2 separate regions of the Dromaius novaehollandiae genome follow, and region 2 is linked to region 1. A link is a contact called in public Hi-C data. All regions are on one chromosome and are shown on one strand. The core of a region is the stretch at or near the end of the contact, and the rest is flanking DNA. Distances in the headings are between cores, read along the strand shown. Region 1 overlaps FGL1 (fibrinogen like 1). Region 2 overlaps MTUS1 (microtubule associated scaffold protein 1).

What was found. Hi-C and Micro-C count contacts between places; a contact is called where the count stands out from the background.
Region 2: a contact with region 1 is called in a Hi-C map of brain, with 3 times the contacts expected there. The contact joins two enhancer-like sites. A contact is called at or near these places in 2 of 4 Hi-C or Micro-C datasets (brain and ovary).

What each region holds. Positions count from the first base shown.
Region 1 is chr4:55,096,188-55,101,941 of bDroNov1.hap1, reverse strand. It overlaps FGL1 (fibrinogen like 1), which reads right to left. Exons shown (of 10, transcript XM_064511083.1): 9 at 5,414-5,601; 10 at 1-1,548. The coding sequence ends at 1,389. Among named protein-coding and RNA genes, the nearest start is that of MTUS1, 19 kb to the left of the region's middle. Within about 2 kb of position 2,326, at least 1 of the 2 cell types and tissues checked has open chromatin away from gene starts, as enhancers often do.
Region 2 is chr4:55,161,839-55,167,254 of bDroNov1.hap1, reverse strand. MTUS1 (microtubule associated scaffold protein 1) reads right to left here. Exons shown (of 16, transcript XM_064511091.1): 4 at 1-133. Among named protein-coding and RNA genes, the nearest start is that of MTUS1, 46 kb to the right of the region's middle. Within about 2 kb of position 2,739, at least 1 of the 2 cell types and tissues checked has open chromatin away from gene starts, as enhancers often do.

The sequences.
Region 1 (5,754 bases), core at 1,077-3,576:
TAATTTTTACCTGCTCAGCAGAAATGGTTTACATTTCAGCAGATAGCTTTTTGTATGCAGTCATCTCCACAGCTGCAAATAGTAATCAGAGATTTTTGTTTTCCTGGCTAACTATGATAGTCTATTGTGATAGTGGGCACGGAAGTAGTGGACAGGCAGAGTCTCTCTCAGGTTTTTTCTTGTACAAGAAAAATATGCATCTGTAGCTTGAGAAAGGGAAAAGCTCAAGGAGTCAAGATGAGGATGTAGGAAAAGGAGAAAATACAGACTTAGAGGCAGAACCATTTAGAAGTAACTGGAAAGGACATTCAAATTAGGACAGTCTTGGAGACTGACCAATACTTAAAGAAAGATTTACGGAGTCAAGCACTAAAAACCTCTAAAACATCAGAATTAAAAGTCCATGTGAAACACAGTACCATCTACGTATGCATTATGATAGTCTGTGTTCAAAGCACAGCTCACATGAAAATCGGTGGCAGTTTTTGGTATTCAGCATTTTGGAAAAATCCAAACATCAGTATCTTAAGGTCCAGGATATCTAGTTCGTTATCAAAAAGAAGGAAAGCATAATTAGTGACCATCTAAAAATGTTTGATTGAAATGATGTGACCAGCTTTAGCAATGCTTCAGCAGGGACAGAGACAATGAACTTGTATATGCTCAATTTAATTGATTCTAGCCTGGTTGCATCTCTGTTCCTTCAGTTCCCTCCCTCCTTCTTTATACATTATATGCATACTATGTACACAGTGTATGCATCAAATAAATCAGAAGAATTTATAGACAACTCATTTCCTCTAAAGCATTGATTCCTTCTAAAAACAGTATATTCCATCCACTGAGCAAGGCAACCTTAAGGTTCTTTTCACACAGATTTTGGGTGTAATTCATACAATTCATCATAATTTCTAAGGCAATATAGTGACATCCATTACTGTGCAAAGACTTATATAAAAATAATATCCTGATGGAGAAAATACAAAGTAGTATGAGCCATTTATCTGCTTCCACTGCAGATACAGGGAGCTGAAAAGTGAATGATGGGAAAGAAAAGGAAAACATAAATAAGAGTTCTTTTGTTAAAAAGATAAAAGGCCTTGGAGTTATTGCACAAGCCAAAAATTCACCATGTTAACAAAGATGCCCTTACTCCTAGGTGAATTCCTGCCTTTTAAAAAAAATCCTGTACACATATTAGTACTACTGTTTGTATCTACATATTGCTAGGCCAGATTTCTTCTCATTTACATCTGAAAAGCTATTGGTTGTTGAAGAATTATTCCAGATTTATAGAGGTGTAGATGAGAAGCAAAAGTCTGCCCATCTGTTTTAATTTGGATAGATTTGCTGAAAGATTAACTAGATAAATCGTCTTAATAAAATACTTAAACAATATCAGGTTCAAATTCTGCTGGCCTGACCTTCATGACAACAGATTTCAAAGAATACCACCAGCCATGCCAAGAGTACCAAACAACGCCGTTGTCTGTCCGCGCAGTGTAGGGCCCTTTGTAGTACAAGCCGTTCAAGTTGGCAGAGTGACACCTGGCGGAAAGAAAAGGAAAGACATAAATAAGAACTGGGTGAAAACGTGCGAACATTTGCAGTTTCTGTGCGAGTCACAAGATCACCACGTTGATAAGGGGCCAGTCTGACAGCTGCAGAAATTTGCATTTGTGGACTTCAATGCCCCGAAACAGTAACAGTTGAATCAGGGCACCATTGCAAGTGAATCAAAAGGTCTTTTTGTTCCTTGCACTCTTTCTCTGACATATCTAGGTCTCTGAGTCTTGCCTGCTAATCTGTTTCAGCAGAGAATGATTCCAGAGTTGTTCAGGTCGTGTGCAGCAGCATGGCATGTTAGAAGCAAAACTCTGGGAAAGAAAGTGTACTTCTTTTTGTTGTTTCCAAGTAACTCCTCTAAGTTGTGCGGTTATCCCCACATGGTGTTTCATATGACAAAATTTAAATACCACCATCAGTTTGCCTGTTGAACTGCTGGCTTCTATTTACACATACATTAAATCTCACAGCTCATTAAACATACATATTCCAATTCACTGGATTATCAGAGCTGGCATTTTATTTGACTACACAAAGTACATTCTTTTTTGGTTCTTTAATACAAGGAAACAGAAATACTGTTACAGTGTATTAAATACAGTGGTAATTGTAAAAAAACTTTGCAAAACCTAAAAGCTTGATGAGGTATCAGTACAGCCTTGATATTCATTTGGTTTTTATGAGAAAGAAGGAAGTTTAGATGATTACGTGACCATATGGAGAGCAAAACAGCTGTTTCTTTTGCAGCACATTGTAATGAATCAGCTTATCTGCCAACTGAGTATTTTGGTTTTAGTGCTGTTAATACCTAGCTGTCAAGCACCGTGATGGATTTCAAAAGCAGACTTCAGAAAATATTCAAACAGAAAACAGTGCAAATGACCCTTATGGATATTATTACTGGCAAATCTTAGTCTCTTTGGCTTTGCTTACAGTTTATTAACAACTGTTAGGGAGAATTGAAATAGAAAAACTGACAAAAGCCTCATAGGAAAATTCTCATATATATATGCTTGTTCATTGCTTACAGTTTTTAAGCTGAATTTTGGTTATGTGTTAGTTGAAAGCTTAAAATCTGCAGATATCAAACGTGACTTTGCTTTTGAGAATGACCAGCTTGTGTCAGAGCTGAATCTTTATAGCCATACAAACTTTGTGTTGAGCAGGCATATGTTTACTTTGAATACAAACAGATTTCCTTAGAAGAATTGTAATTGGTAAGAGGTATCTAGATCAACCGAATCCCTTCTTTTCCTTCTTTTGATGGAAACAGGCAAAAGTTGATTTTGTCAGCAGAAAAATGAGCTGGTAGCAACTCTTAAATTAGAAGCACTAGTAGCAAAAATACACAATATTCTGTAATGGACTGAATGCAGTTTGAAGTAAGTGGACATGCAAAAGAAACAACTGGCATGTAATTACTGGCACAATAGTTTGAAGCAGCACTCATTGTTGACAAGTCAGTAAACACCTTAAAGTTATCCTGTGTTTTCCTTTCTTTTTGATAAGCTAATTTGTAAAGATAAAAACTGTAAGACAATAGTTTCAATAGTACAGTCCACTCTCAGCTACCAATGGACAGTTTATGTGAGCTCTATGTTAACTGTCTGACAGACGCAGAGAGATGGAGTTGGTTCCCTGAAGAACCATTTGAATTCTGTCTGGGCTTACTAACTCCAGGACAGCCCCACATGAATATACCTGTGCTGTCTCCAGGTGAGGCAGCAAGCCTGAGCTAGTAAGATCTGTGGCCCCAGCTTGATGCGTGGCAGACCACTTTGAGCATCCATGCTCTATGTGACTAAAACTAGGCATGCTGGGGAAAGATTAAGGTCATGTCCAGCTAGACTTGTTAGCTTGGATCTTACCAGATCTGAACTGACTGACCTTCACAGTGCCCTGGATATAGGAAGGCTTACGAACTGGGTGTCCTACCAGAGTGAACTTAGCTCTGTGGATTTGCATCCAAGATGAAAATCTCTTCCAGAGCTTTCCTTACAACATAATGCAAAGAGAGGACATTTTTCTCCAGAAGTTTAGGCAAACAAGTGCTGAGCTGTAGCAAGTAGACCTGGGTTATTTCCATGTGTCTTCACTTGTATCACTTCCCCTGGTATTCATATTATCTGCATATTTTTATATTTCATTAGTCCAGATAGCATGGAGCTGCCTACAAAAAAATCCTTCATAGCTGGGAGCTCCTATACAAACCAGCCAAGAGCACTAATTCCCTCTATGTTTGCTAATCTGTGCATGACAAATACATGTTCTGAGTGCTTTCTTTTCACTGTGCCTGCCAGTACTGTTCCTGTAGGATTTCAATGTACTGAAATTTTCTAGTATTTTGCAGTATTCAGTTTTGTGTTAGGCTTAACATTAAAAGAAAGTCAGTAGCAAGCCAGTGGAATAACACGGTTAGCAACTTGTTTTCATTATCTAAATGGACTCTAAATTTAAGAGCAATGAATCCATAGCCATAATAGGAACTAGCCTGGTAGGAGCTAGCTATCTTTAGTAATTACATAGCAGCAGCTACAAGGTATTAATAACTAGCAAGGTCTGCCATAAATCTACTTTTGCAAAGGGGTTGATTCTTTTGTCTTGGCCAATCCCAAAAAGCACAAAATTTTAAGAGAGAAAAATTTGTGCAGTTGATTAAAAGTGATCGGTGATTCACTGTTCTTGAACTCTGTCATGGTGTTACAGTTTTGTAGTACTTGAGGTCTGGATATTCCTCTAAACCCATAAAAATTGTGATTTTGTGGGAAAAGGGTCTCCAACACAGTTCCCTTTCCCTTTTGTGTTATAGCTGTCACGAGGACTGCAAAAAATTTAGTCCACCTGTGATCTTTTTTCTGTATATCTCAAAGATTCTGCTGATCCACCATCCCTGGAATATATTAAAAACAATAAATTAATTGTGAAACAAACTGAGATACTAGCTACATCATATCAGCTAAGCTGGTCATAGACTGCTTATGGAAACTGAATTTAGGAAACGGATTGTTAAAAAACAGAAAGAAAGGGTGACACAACAGAGAGAAACAATGGAGTTGATGCAGCCTGGCAGCTCTTGCCGAGTGAACTGAGATCACAGTGAGAGAGTAATATGCTTCCCTGAATTGTATTTTTTATCTCTATTATGCAGCTATATTGCATAGCTTCTCTTCATGGCTGTATTTATCTAATTAATTAAGTAGACCAACCTAGCTACCTATGGCAATGCTAAGGCTATCAGTTTTATAAGTAGGATTTTAAAATCCTTTCACTGCATCCTATTTAAAGAAATCTTCTCCCCAGCCCAGTCATGCTCGCTCACAGAAAGTGAGTGGATGCATTCCCATCTTGATATAGAAGGAATAATAGGAGTGAAATGCTGTGAACTGAGGTAAAAAAAAATGTCCCTAGCACTTCAGGCTCATTAACCCAGCACTAGCTTAACTTGTCAGATATTCTGCAGTACTGTCATATCTGGTCTAGTGAAATGTAGGAGAAATGCAAGAATGAGGTACAACAGGGATATATCTGCAAACTCTACATGACCTACTTGTGTAAAGACTGGTTACCTTAAAGAGGCAGAACTATCTCCTCTTCATAGTCTGATAACAAAGACAAACTTTCAAATGAAGCCAAAGCCTGTGGCAAATATCATATCACAGATCAACTTGAACGGTGTAGTAGGTGCTGTCTGTTCTAAGGTGAGACTCAGTCATACCAGGCCTCAGATGTCTGGTAGGGGTCACGGGTAGACTGAAAGGACGCCAATCCTATCTTTTACCATATGTTGTTACTGTATGAATAAATATGAAATGGAATAGTTAACAATACTGATATAAACTCAAAATACCTGTTAAACCACCAGCCAGCCTTTTCCTCTTCAGCACAGTTCCCTTCATAGTTGTCATTGTCCCTGTCTCGAGTACTGAATTTCATTCCTCGATGATCAGCCCACCATTTTACTTCAGGGTGAAAACCCCCTGTAAGGGAATCCCCAGCTGTGCCCGAGTATTCACCACAAGTCATCTCATATGAATGCTAATGAAGAATGTGAAGGAAAAAAAAAGTCAACCAATATAAGGCTTTAAACTTTAAAATGTCAGAGAGTGAAACCACAAGAATGAAACTGAACTCTTCCATTTGCTGCTATTTACATGCTCAGAAATGTCATGCCACTTAAACACTGTATAC
Region 2 (5,416 bases), core at 1,490-3,989, 65 kb before region 1:
ACGCTATGGGTTCTCTCCAGCGCTGACCTTTTGACAGGCACTTTGGATTTAGGTAGCGGTTTACCAGAGTTAGCCCAAGAGACTGCAGAGTTTTTCATGGAGGCCAGCTTCTCTCTGGGAGATGTTCCTACACCTGTCAATTGGGGTGGAGGGGAGAAGGTGAAGGTCAGGGAAAAAAAAGGGAGGGTGTGTGTAAAAAAAGGACTTCAAAAAAGGCTTAAGCAATCGCTTCTTCTACATATATGCCTACAATTAGAAGACTTACACATATACAAACATATATATAAAGGCTTAACCTACCTCATATTTTCATGGTAAATATAAGCAATACTGTCAAGGTCTTCAGCTCCTACTACTTGATTTTCCTTGATAAAAACACTGTAAATACAGCAAAACAGTCCTGAGGATTTAAAGCATCCAGTCATATGTGCATACTGACCTCAGGACCAACGCAAGTTCGAGAAAGATTGGCCTTCAAGGCAGACATTTGCATGCACAGTGTTTCCTGAATTCTACAGCTTGCGCATATTAACGTTACCTGTACTTGCAATCCCCTAAAAATATCACCTCTGGCTCAAAGCCAATCCAAGCAAGTTTGTTTTATTTGTGTCTTCCCCCTATAACAGAGTTATTTTTCCATTTTAAAAGATAACTTCATCCTTTTAAGGACAAAAGGGGCAAAAGAAAAACAGATTGTGCTGTGCTCAGATAATATACCTAAAACTGACAAGTTCCGAGGAACTAGTTAAACAGCACTCCCTGGATCTGCGCTCCGAATGGCCACACTGGTGCAGACACATTTTTGCCTTAATTGTTGTTTTCAGTTGAGCTTGTTGCATACAAGTGTCCAAAAGCCAAGTTAATCAACATCGCTAGAGAAGAATATCTATATAGGAGACAGGAGCTGTGCTATGTTCAGACAGGAGTTTACTGTTGTGTTACTAACAAAGCAACTACGCTTTTGGCAAGAAAATTTCAGTTTAGTTATTACCAGGCTTCCAGTTTATTCCTGAAAAATACATGCTCAGATTAATGCTACAATAGCCCAAATGAAGTGATGTATACACAGACTTTTTGTGCTGGCACTAAGCTAACTCTTACCAGCTCTGACTTACATTTTAGATGCTGTGATACTTAGATAGTGCTCCAAGTCACTGTGCAAGAGAGGCTATCATTTTTGTACAGACAGAGATATGGAAGATATATTTAGGTATTTTAAATGCATCTTAACTACTGATGTTACTGCCACTTTCAAGTCTGACTGACATAGTTTATCTTACTTGAAAAAATATATGCATGCCTAAAGTGTTTTACATTTTACTTGAGACAATCAAATTTCTCCTTAAATAAGATACCCTTCCCTTTATTCTTGCCACTATAACCACATTTCAATTATGCTTAAGCTGTGCAAGAAACAGTTGAAATACCACACACTTCGCCAGTGATTCCAGTTTGTTCCGCATTAGTTTTGCTCCAGGATCTCCACTCTAATATCAATGGTTAAGAAACCATCAATTTGCAGCAAGACCAAGTGAGCATGACATTAAAAAGGGGATTACATGAAGATTTAGACAAAGAAAACGCTCATGTCCAGTGTCTGCGTTTCAACAGTAGGTGGTGCGACAGGATTAGATGCTTGTCTCGAGACTTCCGTATCAAGTACGGAAAAACAGGAACAGTACTAGTAAGAAAGACACGTTCATGCTATTCCTCTCAGTTTATATCGACTCAATTATGATACACCACAATATATACTAAACATGCAGTAGTATCCTGTATAATACTAGTCACTGAATATGACACACAAGCTTCAGGAAGTCATTAAACATGCTTTATGTTAGACCTGTTACAAGGGGCACTTTTACTACTGTATGGCATTATGCAGAACTGTGATTCTGTATTGCTGTAAAATCTGAGATTAAAATCCTACTATAAAAATCTAAGACAAAATTATCAGCTGTATTTTGCAATTTCTTGTACATAAATCATTGCAATGAACGTTTAAATATGACTTGTTTGGAAGTGTTTCATTGCAGTATCACCTCAAACAGAGCAGCCCAGACAAAAAATCTGAAGTTATTTGTGTGACAAAAAAAATTTTCTGCAACATCTGAACTTTACAGAACAAATCTGACAGCTTTTTTAAAACTTTCCACCTTGCTTTCTGAAAGTGTTTTTTTTTTGTTTGGTTGGTTGGGGTTTTTTTTTTTTTTTAAGATGGATCAACACACCAGAAAACTAATCCATACTAGTCAGATTCCTCTTCTAAATAGTCTCTCAGCAAAACTAGGTACAAAAAAACCCCCAACAAAACAACAACAACAAGGAAAAGAGCTAATGTACAAATACTGCAGGTTAAGCTTGTATGACTTAGCAAGCTGAAGTTTTGCAATTCAAAGGCAGCTAGCAGAACAAATGTAACTTATCAACTGCATTTTATTGTTTAAAGATGAATGGCATGCTTGATTCCTACTGTGCTGGGCTCTAAGTTCATCTATTTCAACAGTGCAGGGAAAAAAAAATCCTGTTTTATTTGCAGTAATTTCCACTCAAGAGGGATAGAGACAAGCACGTGAAAATGCCTCAATTTATTCTTGTACTGCATGTTCCATAAACATATTTCCAGACACCCTGGCTTCTTTGCAAAAATCTGTATTGGGCACTGCTGTAAGCCAGCTTCATACTCAAAACACATTCAGCGAGTGCAAGTTCTAGCATGTGCAGTTTCAGAAACAAATCAAATAAAGGTCCTGTGTGCAGGTGGCCTGTGTTTGTTTTTTCCCTTAATTCTTCTACTGCTGAGTGCTTTCCTATAAAGCTTCTGTTAAATTAATTATTCATGCACTCGAATGCATTTTTCAAGAGGCCAGTTTGAGGAGGAAACTTTAAGTTGTGACACAGGAACATTAAGCAGTTACTGAAGTAGTAATAATGTTTTTTGTTTGTTTGTTTGTTTGTTTTAAATAAGTGTTCAAAAAAAAGCACCGTTCCCTAAGCAAGGAACAGTACAGAAATAAATAAAAAGCTTCTGAAGACAGAGGCAGGAAGATGTATGAACAAGAGTACTGCAAACAAGTACAAGAAGAGGATATTTAGTGAACCATTTATTACAAAAACAACAAGCAACGGTCCCTCAAAATAACAGGCTTTCATCAGTTATTTAATCTAGTCACTGAAGGAGAATACTAGAAATATCACATTCCTCTGCAGTGCAGTAATATGTTGGCAATTCTTCAGAAAAAGCTCGATGCAACAATTACATTACATCAAGTACATTAATGTATCTCTTGTACTGGAGTGGAAATAAGCAAGGACCAAAGCTCATCTTTCAGAAAGTTCTAAAGTCAGATTTCATATCCTAACTCAGGTCATCCTCCCCTGTGACTCGCACATAGGTGATTATTGTTTAGAATAAAGGAAGGCTTCCTTTATATTGCACTGGAGCCTACAGTAGGACATAAATTAGATAAAACACGCTCCAGGTGAAGCGAAGCTGCAGGAACCTGAAGACTATCTCAGTCTTGTGATGACTACACCTTCATCCTCCTGCTTTACAAGTTCCAATTTAGTTCTTCTCAGAAACACTGATGTCCTAAACCTCCTCACAAGGGAGCTGTATCAGACAGATGCTGCCAGTACTGCCTCAAGATGCTTCCAAGAAGAATCAGCACAGTTTGATTTAATAGTTACATTTACATAACAGTGCCAGCTTTCCTATTTCCTCTAAAAGGCAAAAGATGCCTTCTCAGTAGAGAAGCCTTTTAAGACACTTAAAAATTCAAATCAAGAGAATAAATATATGCCTGTATTTTGTAAGGCACCAGTAGCAGCTAATTTGGGATGACATTAACACTAGTTGTATTTTAAAGTTAAAGATATATATACTAGTTTGGAGATTAAATGTCCACTGTTTCAAACCATATTCAGACATTTCACATCTAGGACTGAGCAAAGAACAACTGGAAACAACTCATGGAGCTATATAACACTTTGAAACTTTGGGTAGACTAAGTGCACAAGGTGTGTTCTGAAGTGTGGGGTTTTTTTGGGGGGGGGAAGGACAGGTATTTGCATGAAACACTAACACTAGCAAAAGTAGTTGCTTTGAACTTTCATTGCTTTATCTACTCAGTATAACAACTTTTGGATTCTTGTCTTACATTCTTCTGAAATTTCTGCAAGCATTACAAAGACCTGAGTGCTCTTGTTTTAGGAGTATTAAACTTTGCAACTTTTAAAAATAGTTTGAAGCATGACAAAAGCCTACTCAGCCGTCAGGAGGTGGTCTTTGTAAAGTGAGGGGCACTAAGTCTTCAAGAAAAGACATTGCTTTTTGGTACCTATAGAAAGGAGGAAGTAAATCATGGACAGAAACTGGATTTGCCTATTGTTTCCAGCCGACTAATGTTAACATAGTTGTTTATAGATGCTATTCTGAGCACTGTAAAGCAGTAGCAATCCTAAGACACTTCTAATGGCTGCAAACTTCCCAGATTACCTGATTAACCTGATTACCTGATTCAGCAGCATTTGTTATGCTGAATATGAAAATGAATATGAAAATCTGCACTCAATTCCTTAAATCGGGTCACTCATTGCACCAGAAACAAAGCTAACAAGATGGAATACTCTCGGAAGCCAGAAGTCAAGGGAGACGTGTGTTCTACAGAATACTGGAGGTAACATAGTACTTTGAATAAAGATCATTAAAGTCATCCTAAAATTTTGACATCCCCCCCCCCCAAAACCCTCAAAACATCACACCTCTAAGGTTACCAAACCAGAGTTTAATCCATCAGTCTACTTTTATGTCATTCACTGTAACAGGTTGCAAATTGCCTCACAGCCAAAGAACATTACACTTTTATTTCTCATGATCCATTTGACTTAAGACTAACAGGAAATTTATTCCAAACAAGAGATTTTATGCTGAACCTTATATAAGGCTTGCAGAATATTAATCATCATCTATCCCATGGTAAGTAAGCTCCTTGTTAATGAAATGTAAAAAGAAGGAGGAAATATAGCAACCTTTTCCCCTAGCATATGTAGCCAAAGCTCAAGGCAAACTGATTTTGCTGAATTCAGATTACAAAATCTTGCAGCTCCTTTCTAGGTTCAAAATGTGAATTGACCATTCTGTACACATATGACTGAGTACCCGAGACAGAGGTCTGTATTTGGCACCATGACACACATTGCTTTAGGCAGCTCCCAAGGACAGTCAGGAAGCAAGAACTGGCTGGAGTGGAAACACTAGCTGGGAAGTCTAACCCATGCAATCAGAGACTTCCAGAGAAAGGAAGACCTGCAAGATTCCTGAGCCCTCACAAATTTCCTGAAAAAACTGATTAACTAGACAAAAGGCCCTTCAGATGCATTAAATCATTAGGTCTCTCTCTCAAATCAGGTAGCT